Linked DNA regions of Rattus norvegicus: region 1 is linked to region 2. The links are chromatin contacts, called in public Hi-C maps. All regions are on one chromosome and are shown on one strand. Each heading gives the region's core, a stretch centred on a gene start, on an enhancer-like site or on the middle of the called end of the contact. The rest is flanking DNA. Distances are from core to core; before and after follow the strand shown.

What was found. A called contact is a pair of places that touch in the nucleus more often than the background predicts.
Region 1: a Hi-C map of Schwann cells shows a contact between it and region 2, with 5 times the contacts expected there. The contact joins the enhancer-like site here to the promoter of Nr2f1 in region 2. A contact is called at or near these places in 2 of 12 Hi-C or Micro-C datasets (the A7r5 cell line and Schwann cells) and 1 of 1 datasets of contacts at active chromatin or transcription factors (oligodendrocytes).

Annotation. Positions count from the first base shown.
Region 1 is chr2:10,644,693-10,650,255 of GRCr8, forward strand. No RefSeq gene overlaps it. Among named protein-coding and RNA genes, the nearest start is that of Nr2f1, 860 kb to the left of the region's middle. Within about 2 kb of position 3,774, at least 9 of the 93 cell types and tissues checked have an H3K27ac peak or open chromatin away from gene starts, as enhancers often do. A contact at or near this core is called in Schwann cells, where this site is marked.
Region 2 is chr2:9,783,935-9,789,425 of GRCr8, forward strand. Nr2f1 (nuclear receptor subfamily 2, group F, member 1) reads right to left here and starts at 1,990. Exons shown (of 3, transcript NM_031130.2): 1 at 1,269-1,990. The coding sequence starts at 1,722.

The DNA.
Region 1 (5,563 bases), core at 2,524-5,023, 860 kb after region 2:
AAATGCGCATTGTTTTCATCATCAGTGATCTTACTCAACAACCTCATTGGTTTTCATTGTAAGTGATGTCAGCTATTTATGACATTTATAATATTGCTAATTTAGGTTTTGAGCTTTCTTCAATGTTTGTTTCAAGATTATTTTATACTATTCTTATTTGTTTGTATCATTGTGTGGAGGCCTTAGATCAATTTTGGATGTCTTCCTTAATGAGTCTACACCTTGTATTTTGAGACAGGGTATTTTGTTGAACTTAGAGTACTGCCTCCCGAATCTGCTGGTCTCACTCCACTCCATAGCATATACATCCTAACTTAGATCCTGATGCTTATGTAGAAATCACTTTATCCACTGACTCATCTCCCTGAGCTTATTTTTCTTATTTTTATAGCTTAAGCTTTCCAGGAGCAGGAATGAGTAGAATTTAATAGATGACTAATAAAAATAATCTCTTATCAAATACTATCTAAATGTGAGTGATGAGCTTAGGAAATGGGTGTTTTGCTTTTAAGGGTAGTGAATAAAAGATTTAGTCTGTAGCTTTTCTGGATAAAAAGGACCTGTGTTGGAGGAAATTTATATTAAGTAAAGATTTTTTTCCCTCTCTGAAAATAGATGAGCAAGTCATCCTGATCCATCAAGGAAAGCAGGTGTTTTACTCTAGAAATACATTGGCTGACTAAATACACATAAGAGCACAATGGTTACTTAAAGGAAAGACAATAGCATTTATAAAGACCTGAGTGTGTTCGTATTGGAGCCCACAAGGACTTGTAAAGAGAAAAGTTTCATGAATCTTCAAAATCCTATTTAGCACATAAACACCTTCAGTTAGATCTATGTACAATTAGAGTTATAGACTTTAAAAAACACATAAGAAGAACTTACACGTCTAATATAACTTTGTATTTGCCAAAGATAAGCCTCTACCTTTTACATTAAGCTGTTCTCCTTTTATACCTGAGAACTATAAAGTTTTACTGATACTCATTTCAATTATGCATCAGCAGGCTCGCTTCTGTTCCATTTACAGAATGAATGGAACCATAAGCCAAGCACATACTGCAGCATTTAAAGTTTACCAAACAAGTTCCTATGGTTCATTCTTCTCACTAAATGCATGCCTGCATGTGAGGGAAAGTCTCAGAAACAGAATGTTTTGCAGCCTTTTAGGCCTGTGCTTTCATTATTTCAAGTTTATCATATTGTTGGCCCAGTGTCCTTTTCATGGGAATCATGTAAAGACCCTGTTCCCTCATAAAGATTTCAGTAAAATTCCAAACACAGTTGATTCCTCTGCTTTGTTTTGATATAGGGATAGAAACTCAGATGTGCTCATTCATTTATAAAGTTTTAGCTCTTCAACTAACCCTAGAGAAAAGAGCTCAAAGTGTTCACTTGAATTAGCTTTCTCGGCCAGTTCTGTTTTAATGATATCTTTTAGGGATTATTTTATCTAATAAAGTAAAATAAGCGAAATAAAAGTCATGCTCATTTGAAAGCATGTAAAGTGTTATTATCTCGCAGTATGAACCTGTCTCAGTGTAGGGGAATTTCCTGTAAAGCACATAGATGCCACATGCCACTTCACGTGGTTACTCCCTTACTTTATCATTATTTTTCTTTTTGAGTCTCAAGTTTTCCTGTGTTTTTATTCTTTAACTTGTGGATAAAACCAAATCATAGGATTATTCTGTGGTCTAATAATGAATTAAAATGAGATATTTTGAGGTAATTTGCCTGCTTTGGGAAATGATACTCTGATTGAGGCAACATGGTTTTGAGTGTAAGCAACACACTAACCACAGCCTGAATGGCAACGTGATCATGCTTCACCCAAACTGGGCACTACAGGCTCCCATGCAGTTTCAATCTATTGTCATGTTTGACAATCTCACTTACTCCATAGACCAATAAAAATTAACTCACCACTCTAAAAGAAGCGTATGAAAACATAGTTGATATAAGTTCCACTCTTTTAACATTTTCCTGCACCATGACAAGCTTTCCTTTGGCACCAAGGTAAGCTCACATTTTATTCTAAAACACAGATTTACTCATTCTCTGAAGTCATGTTGATGCTTTCTTCCTCAAGATCCTAGATGGGATGTCAAAGAGTGGGTTATATTTCAATCTGTAATATATTATTGGAACAGAGAGATATTTAATGATAGGGAAATTGCTTTAAAAAATCATAGTACCTTTTTTTAACCTCCAGCTTTGTTAGAATTATTTAGATTAAACACTCAATATTTTTGTTTTTACAACCATGATGGTTTTAACATAGAAGTTCATGCTACATTTTTCCAATTGTTTTGTAGTACTGAGAAGAGAACAAATCACTAGACCCTCTCTGTGGGCTCTTTATAGACAAAGCTAAAGTCTGGGAAGGCTTTGGTGGGAGGCCTTCCTTGTCCAGGCCCTTGTGAAGGAAACCTCTGTCCTGCAGTGGGATTGCAGCTTCTTGGAAAGGGGAGCCATTTATCACAGTCCTAAATGAAAGCATTCTTTAAACACAAATGTCTTTTTCTCCCTTTGTCTAATTACTGAGAGGAAAAGTGAGAAGGAAATGTCAAAACAGAGAAACAGTGGTGTATAGAGAGAGCAGCCACTCTGGGGCTAAACCAGCTTTTGTGAGGGTCTGGGCGATTTGTCAAATGGTTGTGGCATAAGTCAAGCTCTGAGGTTCAAAGGTCTTGACCTAAGGAGTCCTGGAATCAGACAGTGTAAGCAAGGGGACTGCTAGAATTTTCAGCTATAGTGGAGATGAACAATGCTGGGATCTGGACATAACAAAGCTTCATTTGCATAATTCAGGTAAGTAATTTTATTGAAACTGACAGGGATGTGACAGGCTGAGAAAGAGACGAGAACACGCTCTTGCTGGGAACCACAAGGCGCCTCAGTTAGGTATGTGAAAATAAATGACAGCTAATCTCTTCACTAAAAAATCTGTAAACAATGCCATTTTACCCAGGACTCACCCATGACCTTTTATAGAGCAGGCTATAGATTCTTTAGGCCACTTTTCTAGAATATAGCAAAGGGAATTCACCACATTCAAACTCTGTCCCAGGCTTTAATTGTGGTAATAATTACCTTCATGAATAAGAGTGCCTTCTTAGGCATGTCTACATTAGGGAAAATAATAGACACATTCTAACATAGAAAATGATCAAAGGTTTAATATTGAAGCTATATAAAACTCTTTTTTATTAAGAGTGGATTGTAAGAACAGTGTTGAACAGCATATGCTAAGAATGTAAAAATGGCATGTATTTAGCTCTTGAATTTGTTCATGTATATAAGAAACATAATATATAGTGGTTCATCTCAGTTTGTTTTTTTCTTTTGTATAAGGTATGGGTTTAAATAGAATAAAAATTTAACATTGATACATACACTTCAAAATAAAAATATTTAAAATTTAACCACTTTTTTCTCTTTATAACATTTTATATCATCAGCAAAATCTTAAAATTAGGTTTTATGTAAGCTAGGCATACTTACCAGTACTCAGTAAGAAAACAAGGTTATCATAAAAGTGTTTTCTTGATTTCCATAAGAGAAGCTAAGTTCTTAAGAGCCCTTTCCACGCTCTTTGTACTTGCTGTTGCTTTTTTATGTGGGTCACCAGGAGATAGCTATATGCCGTTTATAATTCTGGCCGCTTCCCAGTCATGGCTGACTTTTATAGGCAAGGGCAGTAATGGACGGAAACAGTATTCAGGCTAGAGAAGAACGCTACTGTAATCTAGTTTATTCGAGGAGAACCTTGTCTGCTGTGCCCTTTCTATATGCAAAAATATGAAACTCACTTAGTCAGATGTGAGCTGCAAAATCTCCAAGCCTTTCTGGGTAGCAAATGTACACTCGCTCCCTCTGCACTATATGGAACACATGTATAGTTTGACCAAAATGTGGATCATTCCATCAAATGGGAAGCAGTTGAGAGTTCTGGCTAGATCAAATGTGGATCTCAGTATTATAAGCAGTCTAATGCATAATTCATGAGGCTTAATGAATATTCCAATTCATGACAGCCAACTGGCTCCATAGGTCACACCTCCCAGTCTCATATAAATAAAGAATGAGATACTGGAAAGCATACCAGCTGAACCAAACCGAGTGCCAAAAACATGCATATTAATGAGGCACTATAATAGATACTTGACTCTTTGGAAGTGCCTATATTGGTTTCCAGCTACTGAGAGAAAGAAAGTTCACAACGTACCTTTACACACACCATACTGTGCACACATACCCCCGAGCTTTTTCTATGAAATATGGAATTGAATTATACTGATGTGATTTCAGATTCAGTCATATACTCTGTAACATCCTCTGACAGTTCCTCAACACTGAAACATTCTAGAAAGATCCCCACCCCCTGTTCCCATGTTCCCTTGCAACTCCCAACTTGGTAACTAGGGAGAGGAAGTTCTTCCACAGTGCTGTGCTTTTATGTGTTCTGTTTAGACCTTGGATCAGGATGAATACTAGATCAAATGAATGCATTTGTGAGGGTTTTTTTTTTTGGCCCCAGTTTATGTTTCCTCAGTACCATGACATCTGAACAGAAGGAGAAAACATCTCCCTTTTGTAGCAGGCTAATTTAATTTGTACCTTCCACCTAGGGGTAAATATGTTTGTCTGTCTGTCTGAGCTTTTTGCCCACTTTCTTTTCTCACGGGAAACCCTACTGAGTTGGACAGCAGGAAATTGCTTAGTGCTCTAACTTTATTTTTGAGTAATTTAATTTTAAGCCTTCTCACACCCACCCTAAAGTGAAGCAACTGTTGGAATCCCCTCGGGATGCCCTTAATGACTTCTGCATGTCTCCGGTGTCACAGATGTCAAAGGCTTGTTGTTTATGAGAATAGATGGCTTAAAAGAGACTGCTTTGGGCTGTTTGAACCACAGAAGATGGGCATTTGCTTTAAGATGGGGAAGAAAAAGATCTTGTGGGGAAAATTGCCTAAGATTTAAACTAAGAAACTTACAAATATATCTCCCAAGAGTAAAACAGCAGAACACACACCTAAAAAGCTAAAATTGCCTATGTGTTTGTACTAAGTGTTGTTATGTCATCTTAAGGTATCAAAGATATCAAAGAAACCCTAAAGTTTAATTATGGCTAGTATCAAAGTAGTGTATTGATTAATAAATTATTAAGTAGAAAAAAGTTTCCTGCTGAGTTATGCCAGTTTATTAAACTGTAATATGTTTCTCTTAATTCTGGTAACAGTTTTAAGGAAACAAATGATTACATTTTGTTCATAAAAACATTTTCTAATTATATTTTCTTTTGTGGTATTTTTATTTTTACATTCCTTTTAATGTTATATTTAGGGATAGGATCCCAATTAATCATTCTATATTTGTAAGATATGACTTTGGAGAGTACAATATAAACATACTTTAAAAAAAAAACGAAGAAAATTATTTGGTTAAAAATATTTGATGACTCACTGCAAAATGCCATTTTTTTTGGAGTAAATCATTACCTTATAATAAAGGACTCGTTACTCATTACCAACTATTTTTTGGTTACCTATTATGA
Region 2 (5,491 bases), core at 740-3,239:
ATTAAATGAGAGCACAATTCAAAGCCCCCCCCCCCCCAGATGCCTGCAGAATCTCCCTGGAGCTAGAAATGAAGTCATCATATTTGCCTCTTCCTTGAGATCTGAAGGAATCCAATTTCTTTTCTTGTGGTATATAAAATATAATTTTAAGCCATTACAAGGAGAAGTAATCTACATTCTTCGAAATTGACTGGTTCACTAATTTGACTATATCTTTAATGATTGTCAGGAGATAAACTTTAACTATAAACCACTAAATATATTTGTAAAAAAAGTGTTCCATCTCATGCCACATGAACATGAAGTATATCCAAATCCAACATCAAAAGTTGTGCTTAAAAAAAAAAAAAACAACCCACACATCGATGCAGAAGCTCATGCCAGCTGCAGCTTATGCATTATAGCCAAATCAGAAGGATCGGTAAATGCCGTTGTAAATTGTAATTTGTATGCAGTATTTAAACAGAGGGTGGAGTTTGATGAAGAAATAAAACGAGTATCAAGCTTTAAAAATGACACTACTATAAAAGCAGGGTTCAGTCACAAACTTTCCTTTCAAAGTATAGGGGTGAAAACAAGGCCACAGCTCGGGAGGAGGCGGCCCCAGGTCCCTGAAGAGGAGAGGGAGCCAGTGAACAGGCCAGAAGCCCCCCTTCCCCCTAATTAGACCTACAAGTGCAATAAATCTCACTCCTCTTTTTCCAAGCTAAGCTTCCTAAAGGATGGTGGCAGCAATGAATCTAAGGATCAGGGTCCTCCAGCCCCAGTCCTCTCCCATTATAAATAAAAGATACGATGAGGCGGAGGAGAAAGTGGAATGGGAAAAACGAAAAAACAAAACCAAAAACACACACAGAGAGAAACGGTTTTCTGCGGAAAATCAGCACCCCTCCCAAGTTCATGCCAGCACAGCCCCTAGCATCCTCACACACAAGCGGGAGCGAAACACACACGGAGCACATCCAACGGAGGAAGGGAGGGATTTTTAAGCTACAGCTCTGGATCCCAGGGACACAATCTTGAGCAGGCAGCGGGAGGGGTGGAGGAGCCCGGGAGAGGAGCGCAGGCCGGGAGGGGGAGGCAGCAGCAGCGAGCTGGGGGGGTGGGGTGGGGGACGCTGGGGGAGGAAAGCAGCGAGGAATGGGAAGCCGGACCGGCTGGGACCACAGGAGCCCCATCCCCACAGCCATAGCCACCAAGGCGAGAGAGAAAGAAAGAGCAGGGAGGCGGGCGAAGCGCAGGGAGAGAAGCAGAGAAGAAATATTCACCTTCCCGCCTCATGCCCACTTTGAGGCACTTCTTGAGGCGGCAGTATTGGCACTGGTTGCGGTGGTGCTGGTCGATGGGACAGTTCCTGTTGGCACGGCATGTGTAAGTTAAGTTCCTGCGGACGCTCCTCTTGAAGAAACTTTTGCAGCCCTCGCAGGTGAATTGGCCGTAGTGCTTGCCGCTCGACTTGTCCCCGCACACCACGCACTCGATGTGCTGCTGGCTCTGGCCCGAACCCGGCGGGCCCTGGCCCTTGTCCCCCGCCGTGCCGGGGGTGGCGGGCGCTCCGGGCTGGCCCGGGGTCTGCGGCGTGTGCGGCGCGCCGGAGCCCGCCTGCTGTTGCTCGCCGCCGCCGCCGCCGCGGGCTGCCTGCGCTGCGGGGTTGGGGCCGCCGGGGTTGCCCCCGGCCACGTCGTCCTGCGGATCTCGCCAGCTGCTAACTACCATTGCCATATCTTTGGGCCCGGGGAGCGCTGGGGGGAGCCGAGCTGCTCGCCGAGGGCCGCGGGGCGCGCGGGCGCGCTGGGAGGGGAAGGGGAAGGGGAAGGGGGGAGGGGGAGGGGGCGGGGGGCCCACCGGGCACCCCGGGGTCGCCGGAGCCAAGCCCGAGCCGGGCACCGGCCTCTGCCTGAGCCGCCGCCGCCGCCGCCGCCGCCGCCGTTACTGCCTCGGCCGCCCCGCTGCTGCTGCGCGCCCGCCCGCCCTGCTGGCGTTTTGTTGTGGTTCCTGCTGTTTTCTTTCTCTCTTTTTGCAGCCCCCCCAGGCTCTCAGGCTCCCCCCCAACACCCCTGCTCCCCTCGCCCGCTCCCCCCCGCGCTCCGTTCCTGGGGGGGCCGCGCTCTCTCTCCCCCCTCCCCACCCCCCGGCGAGCGAGCTCCCTTCTCTCGCTTTTTTCTTCTTCCCCAAGTTGCAAAATCAGAAATGGCACAGGCGGCAGCCGGGAGCGGCGCGGGGCGCAGCGCCGGGGGCGGCGGGCATGGGCCACGGCGCGCGCACACACTCGCCCTCCGCCTCGCCCGCACACCCGCGCACACACACACTCGCACACACACTCTCTCACTCGCGCCCGGCGCCCGCCCGCCCGCCCGCCGGCCGGCCGGCCGCTGGGGCTACGCGCAGAGCGCGGGCTGAGCCGACATAGAGGAAGCGGCGAGGGCGGCGGCGGCGGCGGCGGCGGAGGAGGAGGAGGAGGAGGTCGCGGCTGCAGGCGCCGCCGGAGGAGCAGCCTCGGCCGCCGCTGCGAGCGCCGCTGGAGGAGCTGGGGCCCGGGCGGGAGTCCGAGCTGGAGTCGGGGCCGCAGCCCGAGCGCGAGCCGAGGCCGGGGCTGCCCGCGCCTCCGCCGCTGTCCCGGCGGGAGCCCTCGCCCGGTTTCAAGAGTGCGGGGAGCTGGGAGAGTCGAGCAGGACGCAGGGCGAAGCTGCCGGCGACGATCAGGGCGCTCGGGTGTCGGGGGGCCAGGTCCAGGGCCGGACGCAGCCAGCCATTCAGGAAGGCAGCTCTGGAGAGCGGGAGGCAGCCGGCGAGGAAGATCACACACTTTGCTCTTTTTGTTGTGCGGGTGGCGCCGGGTTCTCTCTGCCTTCTTCTTTCGGGAGGTGACGGAAGGGGGAGAAAAATACGAGATAATTCACGCCAGCGACGAATTCACAGCGAAATAGGAAAAAAAATAAAAATCAGAAGAAAATACTTGAGAAAAAAAGGAAAAAGAGAAAGCGAGAGAGACATCCAAAGTAGGTCGAATAAATAATCCTCTTCTTTTCCTCTTTCTTGCTTCTTCTGCTTCTTCTGCTATAACACACAGAGCTAGTTAAAAAACCCTGGAGATCGCCCAAAAATGTTCTTTTTTTAGTATTTTAAATAAGTGCTCTTCAGCCGGGAACCAACACCCTCCCTCCAAAAAAAAAAAAAAACACCATATATATATATATATATATATATATATATATATATATATATATATATATTAACGATAAGAATACTGAGGGGGTGCCTCCTCTTTTTTTCAAGTTTAGTCTTCTCTCTTCTAGAGGAAATGAGTAAAAGAGAAAAGGAGGAGGGAGAGAAAGAGGAAGGGCGACAACTAGTAGACTATGTAAGAAAGGGGAGAGATAGGGCAAGAGGAGAGTGGGTGAGAGAAAGAAAAGGAGGGAGAGAGGGGCGAAAGAGAGGGGAGGAGAGGTGAGGAGAGGAGGGAGAGGAGAGGAGAGGAGAGGAGAGGAGAGGAGAGGAGAGGAGAGGAGAGGAGAGGAGAGGAGAGAGAAAAGGAGAGGAGAGGAGAGGAAAGAGGAGAGGGACCAAAAAATTGAATGCGTTTAAACGGGAGGACACTCGGAGCAATGTTTCCGAAAGGGGGATCTGCGCGAATGTCTGTATATAGTGAACTTTGACACTACTATTGAAACTGACACGTTTCTATGGAGATCGCTGCCTTATATGGAGCTCGTGTCAAGGAGCCAAGAGAAGGGCTGCTGGCAACTGATAATCAAAGGCGACTGACTGGTCAGAGCCCTGAATTGGGGCGGGGGTAGGGGGGAGAAAATGGGAGGTTAAGGTTAGCCAAGCCTCCTGCGCGCCATTGGTTAGAAAATCCTTTTCCCCTCCCCCAGCTACCTACAGTCTGGGACGTCGAGGGGGAGGAGGAGAGAAAGTGAGGGAGGGGGGTGTGCTTCTGACAAGCGTAATTTACATTGAGATCGCCCTGCGCTGCTATTTACTCTGAGACCTGATTAGTATGGGTCGTGTATGGTCACACACACACACACACACACACACACACACACACACACACACACACAGAGAGAGAGAGAGAGAGAGAGAGAGAGAGAGAGAGAGAGAGAGAGAGAGAGAAAAGAGGGGGAAGGGAGAGAACACGTAGCGATGGGAAAAAACAAGAAGGAGAAAGAAGAAATTACAGTATATCCTCTGAAAAGTTTTCAAAATTAGATTTCACGAGCGTAAGGAGTGTCACTGAAAACGTTAAGAAAAAATAAATGACGATGAAACCCCACCATTTTAATGATTTGTGAAGTATACTTGGTTTAGAATCTTAGTTCAGATTCAGTAGAATCTAGTCTGGATCCCGCTCATTTTATATAATTAAGAAAAGCCTCCTTTAAAAATCTGAAGTATATCATAGTTTCGGAGGTGTAATTACGACAAAGCACACGCATGAAATTGCAGCTACTACCACAAATTCGATCCGAATCGATGACTCCTATTCATCCCAAAGATGATTTTAAATAAACTTTCCAATCAATCCTGTTTTTTCTTCTTCATCATTCTTATCCCTGGGATGCTCCAACTTCAAACAATGCTTCAATAATTATTAATAAAGCATTAGTAACTCCTCATATTGTCGCGGAGCGGCTGTTAGTGCCGACAAGTCAGTCACAGGAAAAGAGCAAACGATGGAGAAGACAGGAAAGAGGGAGAGGGGTGGAGGGGGGGGGGACAAGAAGTGAGAAGAGGAGGGGGAGGAGGAGGAGGGGGAGGAGAGAGAGGAGGGGGAAGAGGAGGAGGAAGGGATTGAGTCTCTCACTGGTTGGGGTGTGTGTGTGTGTGTGTGTGTGTGTGTGTGTGTGTGTGTGTGTGTGTGTGTGTGTGTGTTGAAGAGTGTGTGACTGAGACCTCATTCCCGAAGGTGATTGGTCGCAAAAGGAGGGGCAAGCAGGAGGAGCGGGTCCCGCCGCAGGGCTTGCGGAATCGCTAGGTCCGCCTGCCACCTAGCGGACGGGAGCCGCTCCCAGGCGGCACGCAGCCAAGTCCCTCCTCCCCTCCCCACTGGCAGCCAGTTCCTTTTCTGCAAACGAAGACAGCACTTTGAAAATTCTTTCAATGGATTTTTTTTCCTTGAAAGATCATACTAGGGAAAACGATACTTCTATTAGTTACATATTCTCCAATCCCACACTCGCACCCCCTCGTTTTAAGATCGCTCCCCTAGGCAGGCTCAGGCAGGCACGGAGCCGCAGAGTGACAAAGCCGCAGCTGCCACCACCCGGAGTGGGAATCCCTCTTGCCAGCCCTCGACTAGGGAGAGCATAAAAGTTTGTCTCTGCTCAAGCGTTCCGAGCGCCCCCAGGTAAAGGTAGAAGTAAATGTCCAAGCTGTATCGAAAGAGGTAGGGTTTGGCTTTTAATACTGGTTCCCACTTTACATCTCACCAGTGAGAGCTTTAGAAAGCGCAGAGTGTTTGGAGCAGGCTTTGCGCTTCTTGGTCTCT